Regions from separate parts of the Mus musculus genome. Here region 1 is linked to region 2. Evidence: chromatin contacts called from public promoter capture Hi-C data. All regions are on one chromosome and are shown on one strand. Each heading gives the region's core, a stretch centred on a gene start, on an enhancer-like site or on the middle of the called end of the contact. The rest is flanking DNA. Distances are from core to core; before and after follow the strand shown. Region 1 holds the start of Abca2 (ATP-binding cassette, sub-family A (ABC1), member 2). Region 2 holds the start of Tor4a (torsin family 4, member A).

Evidence for each region. Promoter capture Hi-C pulls out the DNA fragments that hold promoters and counts their contacts.
Region 1: a contact with region 2 is called in a promoter capture Hi-C map of the HPC-7 cell line. The contact joins the promoter of Abca2 here to the promoter of Tor4a in region 2. A contact is called at or near these places in 19 of 39 promoter capture datasets (the 3T3-L1 cell line, 3T3-L1-derived adipocytes, the C10 cell line and 12 more), 2 of 15 datasets of contacts at CTCF or cohesin (CD8 T cells and embryonic stem cells), 21 of 484 Hi-C or Micro-C datasets (B cells, CD4 T cells, the G1E-ER4 cell line and 13 more), 10 of 115 datasets of contacts at active chromatin or transcription factors (astrocytes, effector CD8 T cells, embryonic basal ganglia and 4 more) and 3 of 9 other capture datasets (adipose tissue, embryonic stem cells and liver).

What each region holds. Positions count from the first base shown.
Region 1 is chr2:25,426,845-25,432,840 of GRCm38.p6, forward strand. It overlaps Abca2 (ATP-binding cassette, sub-family A (ABC1), member 2), which reads left to right and starts at 1,755. Exons shown (of 49, transcript NM_001368624.1): 1 at 1,755-1,991; 2 at 5,152-5,245; 3 at 5,540-5,542. The coding sequence starts at 1,926.
Region 2 is chr2:25,192,391-25,198,494 of GRCm38.p6, forward strand. Tor4a (torsin family 4, member A) reads right to left here and starts at 4,423. Exons shown (of 2, transcript NM_146115.4): 1 at 4,202-4,423; 2 at 330-3,535. The coding sequence starts at 3,499. The coding sequence ends at 2,219.

The DNA.
Region 1 (5,996 bases), core at 505-3,004, 230 kb after region 2:
AGCCTCATGGGCTAACTGGAGAGAAGGAGCCTGAGCCTGGGGCTGGGTGGAGTCTCGTGTCCTCTCCCACCAGCCCAGGAGAGGAGCTGGGAAGTGTCAGGAAGCTTTAGCCCTCGATGACGGTTTGCATTCACTTTAAGAGCAAACTGCATGTCCCAGGCTGAATACCACACAGCCTCCCCCTCCTATTCATAGGCCGGGGAAACCCAAACTGGCCTGCAGTCTTCAGACACAGTCCTCAGGACCACAGCTAGTGGCTCTCTGCTGCCCCCTGCCTGCCATATTGGAGAAAATAGTCCTGTGACAGTATCAATAGGCCCACATTCAAACACTTCTAAGGACCCACCAAAGGCCAGGCTCTAAGAGCAGAAAGATGCTAGGCTTACATGAATATGGAGTAGGTGGGGAGGTGGGTGGTGTTGGGGTAGCAAGTAAACCTCTTATATAAGGGACAACCTGTCTTCTCAGTCACCCCTGCTTTCCAGCCCCTTTTGTGCAGTCTGGCTAGAGCAGGGAGGCCTGATCTGGTAGTCACAATGGATGACTGTGGTAAATTTTCACAGTTGTGATGTCTCAGCATCATTTTGAATATAAACCTAACTTTCTCAGGTCAGAATTAGGGCTCTCTGACCTGTAGCAGTTTCCGGTTATGCACACCCAGCCCTTCACGTGGTGTGTCTAGCTCTTCATACCTGGTAAGCATTTCTGCTGCCCTGCCCGCTGGGCATCTGCCTCACCTGCATGGAAATCGCAGGTGGACTGCAGTGACCCCAGGCATATGCACCTTACGTGTTCTAAATTCAGTTAAAACTATGTAAGAAATGTGTTTGGATGATACCCTGGACCTCAAAACAGCTGTCTCCACCTGCAGAGAGAGAGAGAGAGAGAGAGAGAGAGAGAGAGAGAGAGTATTTTGGACAGGGTCTCATGTTGCGCAGGCTAGCTTTGAATTCTCTATATAACCAAGGATGACCTTGAATACTTCATCCCTTCTGCCTCTGCCTTTTTGATGCTGGGATTACACGTGCGTGGTTGCTCTCTATTATTTATTTTATTGAGATATGGTCTCTCTATGTAGACCAGTGTGGACTTGAACTCACAAAGATCTGCTTTTCTCTGCCTCCCTGAGCTGAGCGCTGGGTTAAAGGTAAATCTGCCATGACCTGCTGTTGCTCTGCATTTTGATAATCTAGGTAAACGCCATTTCATCAGCAGGTGGTGGCTCGTCTATGAGGAACACAGAATGCTTTTGTGAAGGTGGTCGAACTACCGCAGTCCCTCTCATCAGGCTCCTCTTTAAAATATCTAAGTCACATCGTGTTGTTGCACCTCAAGCCGCGATGGGATTCTCCTAACGGACCAATGTCTCTCCTCTAAATGAGTGACTGACCCTGCTTCCTGTCTCTACAAGTGAGGAGGGTCAATCTAATGGTGACCAAGCCTCCTTCAGTTTTCCAAACAGGACAGTAAACACCTTGGGTACCCCTCTGCGTAAATCTCTCAATTGGAGACTCATATTTGGAATCTCCTGGGAGAAGCATAGGGTACCTGCGTTCTCCCTAGACCTCGGAAAGGTGCGAGCCGGGATCTTGGTTTAGATGGGGGCTGTGAGGGATCTTGGAAACACTGCATTATGGGTCCAGTGAGCAGCGAGGCCTAGTGCTGTGCGCAGGTGCAGGCGGGCGCGGGCGCCCCCTGGCGGCTACCCGGGCGCAGAGACGCCTTTAAGTGGGGGCGACGGGCGCGGGCGCGACGAGTCTCTGTAGCTGCGGCCGCCGGGGCGGAGCCTGCGAGCAGCAGGTCCTGGACTCTCGAGCGCCCCGCCCCCGCGCGGGCGATGCCGAGCGGCGCGGCCGGCAGCGGGGCCCGGCGGGGCGCGCAGAGGACAGGGCCGCGGCGCTGAAGCGGCGGAGCGCGGCCCGGCCATGGGCTTCCTGCACCAGCTGCAGCTGCTGCTCTGGAAGAACGTGACGCTGAAGCGCCGGAGCCCGGTGAGCGAGCCGCGCCCGCCCTTAGGGGCTCGCAGGCCGCGCGCCCAATTTGCCGGTGCGCTCTCCGCGTGCACGTGCAGTGTCCAGGCGCGCGCAGACCCCGGGAGGGCGCCACCGGAGACCCTGTTCGGGGCCGGACGATTCCGCGGGCTTCCGGGCCTCCGGCAGTGGGTTCGGCTGTGCCCTGGTCCGCTGACACTCGCAGCGCACGGCTGAGTCACGGGCCGGCGCCCTCCGCAGCGCTTTCTGGCAGGCTGGGGTGGGGGCAGGTGGTCCCTGGACTTCAGCTAGAGCTAGGTGCAGGTTCCTGGTCCAGAGCGCTAGCTGGGACACACCATTCAGCTTAGGGACTCAGAGCCCTGGTCCCATCATCTCTGGGGCCCCCATAGGAACCTGTCTTTTCATTCCCTTTACTGGTACTCTGCCCTTGGGCAAGCACCTTAGGCTGAAGCTGGTACCAAACAGCCTTCGCCGCCGCTGCTACCGCCCTCCTCCTCTTCCTCCTCCTCCTCCTCTTCCTCCACCACTACCACCACCACCACCACCACCACCTTCTCCTCCCTTCATCTCCTTTCCTAACCCATCCTGGCAAGTCACAACCCTTACTCCTGCTTTCTCATCCCTGGGAATGTCCTTGTTGTGTGGACTCAACCTGTTAAATCCCAGCACCCTTTGGGGCCAGTTTCTCCTGAGGCTGCTCCTCTGATTTCTCCTGCCTTGGGCCTCTCTTGGGGCTGGGTTCTGCTGAGCTTCTTAGTACCTGTCTAGGCCAGGCAGGGTATAAAGAGTGTTGGGGTACGAGTCCTGTGTGAGGAGCAGGATGCCAGGCACGGATGGCGTTTGCAGTGTTGGTTTTCATCCCAGTCCCTGGAAGAGCAAGGGCATCCAGAGAGTCCTGGGCCAGCAAGAGTGTCCGAGGGCCCTTGGGATTTTCCAGGATGGAGACAAGAGAGTGCAGGACCTAAAAGAAGGGCCTTAACCAGCTCATACCCAGGGACCCCTTGGGCAGCAACACTCCACCTATGTTCTTTGAGTACTTTAGATTCATAATAAGAAACTCTGGTCTGTAGGCAGGGTGGGTAGCAGTCATCACCACAGCCTGGCAGAATTCCCGTGGGCACCTGGCCCTGGCTGATTGCCAGGACTGGGTACATTCTCTGTTCTGGTTGGCTGGTGTGGGGTCTGAAGGGGCAGCCCTGTGACTATAGCTTTTGAGTCCCTGGGAAGAAGGGACACAGAGTGTATGTAGGCATGCCTTAGTGCTAGCTAGCCCAAAGTTGCTTATCAGGAACACCCCTCAGGGCTTGGGAATAGAGGCCACAACATAGTTCCTGCCACAGCAAGTTGGGAGAAGAGTCCAGCTGTGTGACAGTCAGTTGGAGGTGCCCGTTGCCTTTTCCCTAGGACTGACCCCTGCCTGTTATGTGGATCTGTTGGGTTTTCCTGAATTCGCATGCTTCAACATTCCCAGAGACCAATTAGACCACAGAGGAGATCCATAACCTATGGCTGAGCTACCAGCAGTGGCTGTCTTCTTCCAGGAAGACAGTTTTTGCTGGTGTCAGGGGTGTGCCCATGCAAAGCTTGTGATCTGGAGGGGACCTCAGGACTTCTGCCCTGCTTGCTTCCTTCGCTCAAGTACTACCCTGCCTTGTTGTAGGGACATGGGTAGTACATGGGACATGGGTCCACCCTGGCACCCTTAGGAGGATCACCAGTATAGAGTAGTTGTGGTGGAAGCTAACATCACACGTGGGTATCACCTGCTACCCTCCCCATCCCCCATCACAGCGAGCACAAGGCTGCTCAGGCCCAGGGTGAGCATGGAGATATTGGGGCAGTGTGGAAGCACGGGACTTGTCTTGAGAGACAGAATCCCTAGGTCACTTGCGGTCACCTAGGTAAGACAGGTAGCGCTGGACCTGTGCTGTGAGCCTGTAACCAGATGCCCCTCTGTTGCCCTCCGCCTCCCAGCTAGGACTCTTTCTCCCAGCAGCTCATGCGCAGCCGTTGCTATAGTGATAGGGGAGCCAGCCTGGCCTGCGCTGCAGTTACTCGGGCAGAGGTGCCCAGGGCAGGGCAGATGTGCCTGTGGTCGGGTAAGTGTGGGTAGGGCTGTCTCTTGAGCTGTGACCCCTGCTACTCTGTATGCGTGAGACACCGTGTCCTGCAGCCCTGGGTGTACATACCACCTCCTCAACTGGCCCTGGACTCCATCCTGGCTGGAGAGGAGGTGGAGGCTGGCACAGGCTGAGGCGGGTGAGGGTATAGACAACACAGCAGGGTGTTCTGATCACAGAGAGCTATTGTCAGCACAGTGGGCACAACCAGGGACAAGCTGGGCACGGACCCACACCACTCCTGGGAGGGGCTTCAGAGTCTGCTTCAGATGGTGACGAGGGTGAAGGAGACCTGAGGCGGAAGAGCCATGGAGGAGGACGGCTTCTGCAGGGCTGACCCTCTCTTTCCTGGGATCTTAGAGGCAGGAGCTCCCAGTCTATTTCCTGGACTTCCTCCCTGAGCTGAGGTGGGGGCAGGAATTGGTAAAGCCCCTTTTTCTCCACATGGTATGGGAGGTGAGTCTGGCCTCCCTTGGCAGCCTGGCCCTGGGAGGTTAGGGCAGGACAAAAGGCTTCTTGCCACAAGGACTATGTTAGCCAGAGGCTCAGTGCCCTGGTCACCTGCTGGGCCTTGCTTATACCAGGCCTCACCTCTCTGAGTCAGCACAGAGTTACAAGGCTGCTGCGGCAGAGGAGGTGAGAGATGGCGTAGGGGCTCCAGGCACAAAGAGGCCACATGTGGCCAAGATTGTACCCGTTTGTCCTATTGGTTGGGTCAATGAATGGGTCACGGTTGACAACAAACTGGCTGACTTTTGACCTCTTCAGAGAGTAGGCGGTCCATGCTTTGACAGGCACAACCTAGGGGCCCCATTTAGTGGTACCACATAGCACTCACCGTCTTGGTATACTGGGAGGGACTACAATCTTGGGTGGACCTGAGAAACCTGTGCTGACCCTTCATGGCCACTGGGTGCTTGTGGGTAGGCTGGTCCTTCTAGGAGATCAGGAGGGCCTAGGCCAGCACATGTTTGTCATGTCCAGTCCTGGGCAGGCAGTGGACAGACTGCATGTGGCCTCATGTGGCCCACCCTTTCCAGTGGGTCCTGGCTTTTGAGATCTTCATCCCGCTTGTCCTCTTCTTCATCCTGTTGGGACTGCGGCAGAAGAAGCCCACCATCTCTGTGAAGGAAGGTGAGGTGCAGGCATAGCCCGGGCACGTGGGTGGGCAGGGAGGGAGCAGCGTCCTTTCTGTGCACGAGTCCGCCTGAGGTTCTCTGAGGCCACAGCCCCAAGTGCCTGCTCCCTATGTGATCCTAGCCACACATGGCTAGGTCATGGAGGTCATGGCTGGCCATGGTGCCCATGAATGATGGAGTTGCCTGTTTCTGGAGGGCCAGGCGTTCACCTCTGTTCTCCTCTGTTCTGTTTTGACCTGTCCCCCACCCCGCATGGTCTCTTGTCCTCCTCGGCCCGGCCTGCATGCAGTCTGTAAGTGAGCAGCCATCTCCTCCTTGCTGGCTCGGGTGGCAGCCACGGATGGCCTGGCAGGTCCTCCTGGTGCGGCTTAAGCACCCCTACTGCTTGCATTAACAGCCTTCTAGCAGCTGGGTCCTGTAGAAGCCACTGCCCGTGGTCAGGAAAGGCTGGCTTATGACTCAGGGTGGCGGGCTGTGATATGGGTGGTGGTGATCAGTGAAGGGCCAGGCCATCTGGGTCATAGCTGATATCCTGCTCAAGCCACTGGAGTAACTTCTTGGCAGGGTATCTGTGAGGTTGCCTGGCCGTGCTTTATAAGGGTGGGGTTCCTGGGCTGAGCCTGGGCTAGCCTGAGATGAGACTGGGATGGCCAGTGACTTTCCCTTCAGACTCCTTAGCTGTTGCACTTACTCTGCTAACCAGTTGGCCTGAGAGGTCAGAGGTCACTGCTAAGGGGGGTGCCTCC
Region 2 (6,104 bases), core at 3,173-5,672:
TAAGAGGCTCAAAAGTTCAAGATGAGCCTGGGCTATGAATATAAAACCCTGTCTGAAAACATGAATTTGGAGGGGATGGTTCAAGGATTTTGAGACAGGGGGTTGTGTGTGTGTGTGTGTGTGTGTGTGTGTGTGTGTAGCCCTGGCTGCCTTGGAACTCACTCTGTAGACCAGGCTGGCCTTGAACTCAGAGACCTGACTCCCTCTGCCTCTGAGTGTTGGGACTAAAGGTGCACACCTGTCTCCAGAATCAGGAATTATTAAATAGATGGTTAGAAAGAGATGTTGGTGAATTTACCATTAACAGGTTTTTTTTTTTTTTTTTTTTAAGATTTATTTATTTATTTATTGTAAGTACACTGTAGCTGTCCTCAGACACTCCAGAAGAGGGAGTCAGATCTCGTTACGGATGGTTGTGAGCCACCATGTGGTTGCTGGGATTTGAACTCCTGACCTTCGGAAGAGCAGTCCGGTGCTCTTACCCACTGAGCCATCTCACCAGCCCAGCCATTAACAGGTTTTAATACCCCTTTCTCAATTCATAGACAGTCAGAAAAGAAAAGAAGGTGGGTGGGTAGATTTGAGCTGCGGTTTATTCATGGGCACAATGCAACCTGCTCAGTGCTGAGTGTACAGGCCTCTTTAGACCTGAAATTAGCCTCCATGAAATTATTTTAGAAGTGCACGATTTTATAAATAAATAAAGAGGAGATGCTGCTCGGGTTTGTACCCTCACTTAGTCGCTCTGTAGATGGTAAGTGAATGACTACAAGCAACACTTGGCTGCGTAGGGGACACTTCCAGGTAGGTTTTCAGGTGACAACCCTAGGGGCCTTCTTGGCATAATCCTGCAAGAACTGAACAGCATCCAAACTCAGCAGGTCATGCACCAGATCCTCAGACCACGCACGGCAAACGGGACCTCCACTGGAGCCTACTAGCAATCCTCTCTAGGGAAACCTAAGACTGGGTAGTTTTGCAGCAGTTCTCCCCCAAGCGTGGGCAGGGACATATCACCCCCATTGAGGGGCTCCTCCTCTCTAATCGCTTCTAGTGTCACCACTTCCTGTGTGCCCTCAAGCCACACTTTGGGAGGCACCGCTTTCTAACCCAGACTGATGAGCATTCACAGGCAAAGTCTGGGTGCAGCCACAAGATGGCAGCACAGACACGGCCAGAGTACTAAGAAGCCTCCTTTCTGCCTTGCAAATTCCAAGCAAATGGAGAGGTTGAACCTAGGACTGCCAAAGGCTACAGGGAACCTCACCCACGTGTAACTGTGGCAACCACACAGCACAGACTGACCCCACCCCACTGGGCCTCATGCTTGTTTCCTGCTTCCTACATCGAGTCAGCCTCAAAGCAGGGTTCACTTCCAAGGCTCCCAGTTTGCTATGGACTCAACCGCTGTCACTCCAGAGCCAGGGAAGGGAAGGGGCCAGTGAGTTCCTCAGCAGTAGGACAGACTGGAGTCCAGTGAGCCTTTCTTGGGAAACCTGAGCTTGGTGGTTTCCCAGGTCTCCCCAGGGTGGTGAAGACACATCATCTCCCTGGAGGTAGAGGTCTCTCCTCTCGGGTCTCTTCTGGTGAGCAGGACCCTGAACCTTGTAGCTGATTCCAACGCCATTCTACATGTCTGTCTCTGGGGCAAACAGGCAGCCAGTCTCACGAGGGTGGGTCTCCTCTTAGGTTCATGCCCCAGAGCATCTGAAGAATTCCATGATCTACTCACTGGCTTGCAGACATCTAACTTCCTTCTGAGGCAGGCCTAGAGACGTGCACAGACAGAGAAGCTGTCCCCACCTCGTGGCCTCTAAGCTAAGGAGGCATTCAAGGGGTGGTTGGGAGTTTGTGAGAGGCATGGAGGCTGCCACATGTTCCAGAGGACCAGAATCCTACCGCAGCCTCACACCCTCTGAGATAATCTACCATAACCCTGGCTACTTCCTAGGGTTATGGGAAGCCCTATCACATGTCTCTGGGATATGATGGACATAGTGGGAGCTGGGGGTATGGGGAAGACTCCATATGGGAAGGTAGCTACTTTCCTGGTGACCTTAGGGAATCTCAAGGCTCAGGGGTGAAGAGGACGGACGTGGAGCTCAGAGCTAAGCCACTGCATCAGCCTCCCTAGCTCCTGGGGTGAACCAGCTTGGGGACAAGTCACCTGACATCCTTCCTGTTTTCTTCAACAGTTCCGATTGCCTGGGCCCACTGGCTAGTGTCCAGCATGTGCAGGCTTGTGCTGTAAGAGGTTGACCTTAGCTACTACCTGCTTGCAGCCGGTGATGGCAAATTCATGTCCAGCAACATGGTAGTAGCTGAGCTGCTCTGCCAGATGTTCTGCCAGTGCCTGCTCAGGAAAAAAGCCCTCCCCTGCCATCTCCTCTCTGAAGCAGTTGACCACATCCGGCTTGTCCAGTAGCAGGAAGGGCACGATGGCTGCAGTGTGCCACAGAGGGTGTTCTCGGGCCAGGAGCTCTCGAAGACTGGTGAGTAACTCCTGGGCTGGAGATTCCTCAGTCTGAGTACTGCCTGCGCTATGGCGGAGTGGGGGCAACATCCGTGACGCATTTTGCAGCACAAAGTGTGTGATCTCTATACCACCAGCGCCACTTAGGAGTACATAGATAGCATTGTGGAAATGGTGCGAACGCTGTGGCTGCAGGAGGTCGTGGAGCTCATCTAGCAGCGCAGGTGGCAAGAGTTCAGCCTCATCCAGGACCAAGAGAGGGGTCTTCTCCTCGGCCTCAGCCTGTGCCACCACATCTGCCACTCGCTGTGCCAGCTCCTTCCGGCAGTCCTGAACCGGGCGTGGCTCTGGACAGTGATATCGTGCATGGTACTGCAGAACCAAAGCACCATCTTCCAGCACTGCGCGAAAGTGGCGCGCCAACAGACGCCCCACGTGACTCTTGCCTACACCACTGGGCCCGTGCAGTGCCAGGAGCAAGGGATGACTGTGCACATGTGTAGCCAGGTAGTCTCGCAGCAGGGCCATGATGCGGCCCACAGCAGCTGGCTGTCCAAACACAGAACGCTGCAGCGCCTTCTCCAGCCCGTCGAGGTCGTAACGTTGTGCATTATCGTCTAGATTCTCAATGGCGTTGAGAACCTGGAACCCCACAATGGCTACAAGAAGCAGCAGACAACGCTGTGCACGACTCTGCCGCTCTGTGCGGGGTCGGCACTTCCGTGAGGTTTCTGGGTAGAGAACTACCCGACTACGCCTGCGCCTCTTGCGGGGTGTCCTAGAAGTCAGCTCTGTCAGGCTGTCGAAGGTGAAGAATTTAGGTTGGTCTAGGTCGGCACGTAGAGTGCCCAAGCTGCCGGTGGGCCCAAGTGTCCCTGTCCCAGAGTCCGGCTCAGTGCCTGGCTGCAAGAGGCGCCTCTTGCGCAGGACGCAGACTCGGCGGCGCAGACGGAGCACGGCGCGCACTGGCGCTATCACACATGGTCCCTTGGCCTGGGGCTCTAGGCTAGGATGGCTGCGGTCCATGGTTCAGGACCTATGCTGGGCATGTAGTTCCCCTCCCTGCAATAGAAAAATGGGAAGACTTCGTGAGTCCCCGATCTTACCCTCTTGGGGTTCCTTAAGGTACTTTCCGGCCAAATACTGGCCCCGCCTCGCTAGTTCCACTAACCAGGAAGCCCGGCTCTCAGCAGGAGGGCCCCAACGCATGCAAATCTCTTGGGTCCTCTCCGAAAAGGCCTAGGCTGTGAGGAAGTGCGGGGGTGGGGCGAGGTGTATAATTTATCATACTGTTGACCTCCCTCTTAGAGGAATAAACAGAAGGCTCGTTGTCACTGATTAGGGTTATAGAATGGTCAAATTGGACCCTGCACAAACACACCCAGCACCTATCAGACTGTCAAAGGCTTTACAGGTCCCAAGTAGGCACCTTGTTCCAGAGGACTCAGTACCCCTAAGAGTTGAGACTCTCCCCATACTTAGGACAGTTGGTGGAATATGCAGACAAACTTTCATGGTTTTGAGAATGGATTCTAGCACTGTCCCTAGTCACAACCTAGGCCTTCCAACCCACTCCCACCCTTAGCTCCCATCCAAGCCCAAATCTGGGGTCCCTCACCATCCTCCCAGAGAACACAAGAGCAGAAAAATGAACAAGAGCCGAGGAAGGATTAAAGCCTTGCCTCTGAGGAGGCTGGCCTGAAGCTCTCCATATCTGCAGCTACCTACCTGCAGCTGCGCAGGCTCCTCCAGCTCAGCCACTCCCTTCCAAGGCCAGGAGCCAGCAACTCAGGAAGCAGGAAATGCTAGTCTTCCACCCAATCGGTGAGGTGGGTGGGCCAGGGTCTGGCTGGCCCAACTCAGGCTTGAAGGGGTAACAACTTCTGCAGGTCCCCAGGGACAGGAACAGGGGAAGCTCTGGGGAGGTTTCCGCTTAGATGCAAAGGAAGTGAGTCAGGGGTGCTGGCAGGCGGAGCTTGGGCTGAACGGAACCACCAGTGGGGGCAGGTCTGGCTGACTGACCCAGAACCCCTATCCAGGGCACAGAGAGGGAGGAGCCCGTCCAGCAGCTCTTCCCATAGGTTCCCTGGACTCCTGAAAGCTCAGTCTGCCCTCTACTGACATCGCCTCTGCCAGGATACCCCTTTCCCTGACCCAGATAAACTGAGGAAGTGACCCAAAAGACCCTACTTAGTAAACTAGTAGAAAGCAGGTCATTTGCTCAGCGGGGTGCCTCTAATCCCTTTTCTTCTGTACTTCCCTTCCTTTCCCTTCTCTACCGCCCACCCTCCCCTTTGCCCATTCACCTGGACCTCTCATAGGGCAGGACCCAAGAAACAAAAGTTCTAGCGCTAGGGATAGAACCCCTTATGTCTCAGAGCCCTTGTGGAGTGGGAGAGCAGATAGAAAAATGTTCTTTGAGCAAGAACTGGGAGACAGAAAAGCTTTAGACTTTTCATGGCAACCTGTTTGCCTGCAGCCCTGCCCACCTCCATGCCCATTTATGCAGGAAGGGAAGTGCCTCAGACTCCTCCCATTCTGAAAGGGAGCTGGTTGCTTCCTTGGCCAGCCTGGGATCCTGAACTTTCCAGAACTCTCACAAAGTTTAGAGTGGCCAGAGAGGATAAGTGTTTCCAGAGCCATCTAAACAACTCAGCCTCACCCATGACCCCCCCCCCATCTACACTTCACAGACCGTGTAAAATATCAATGCACACAGCTGATTGAGCAGGCCCTAGAGGGAAGAGGCTCTTAGAAACCTTAGTTTTCTAGTCGAGAATTTCCTGACCCAAGGATACTGGGCCCTGGGGTCCTGGATCAGGCCCTGCAAGAAAGGGACAGGATAATCTTTAGGTAAACCCAATGCTGGCCAGCTACTTTTCCAAGAGGCTGATCTATCGAACTCTCTAGGGCCCAGAGTCCCATTCCGGAATAAGGAAAAGAGCTGATAAAGTGACCCATTCAGGGAACTCATGCCCCAGAGTTACTTTTTGCAAGGATAAGGCTTTGATAGACAGAAGGTTCACAAGCCTCAGTGCCCAATCCCTGGTCCCAACCCTACTGTAAAATCCAACCTCACCAGCCCCAAACCTGACCCTTCACCTACCACACCCTTTCCTTTCACAGCTCCTTGAAGGCACACTTGGCCCACACTAGCAGAATCCAGCCACACAGACCTTTTGTCTCTCCCAGGCTTCAGCCTCTAGCAGTCCTTCCCTCTGCCCAGTTACCCTGCCTGGCATCCAGTCCACTCACAGCTTCTGTTCTCAGCCCAGACCTTTCCTGTCTACCCCATGTAGCCCTAGTCACCATCCTAAGTGCATGAAAACAGCCCCAAGAGCCTTCCTGAAATGTCTGTGCTGTGTAAGTAGCAGCTGCCTGGATATGACAACCTCAAGTCCCAGTGTCATAAGCTTTTTACTAATGGATCACTGCCATCACCCCACAGACATGTTTCTTCCACTTTTAAAATAACCAAGCAAGCCGGGCACTTGGGAGGCTGACAAGTAGGTGGGGGATCTGTGACTCTGAGAACAGCCTGGTTTACATACCAAGTTCCAGGACAGCCAGGGCTACAGAGACCCTGTCACAGAAAATAATATAATAATAATAATACAGGAGAATCTAGCAG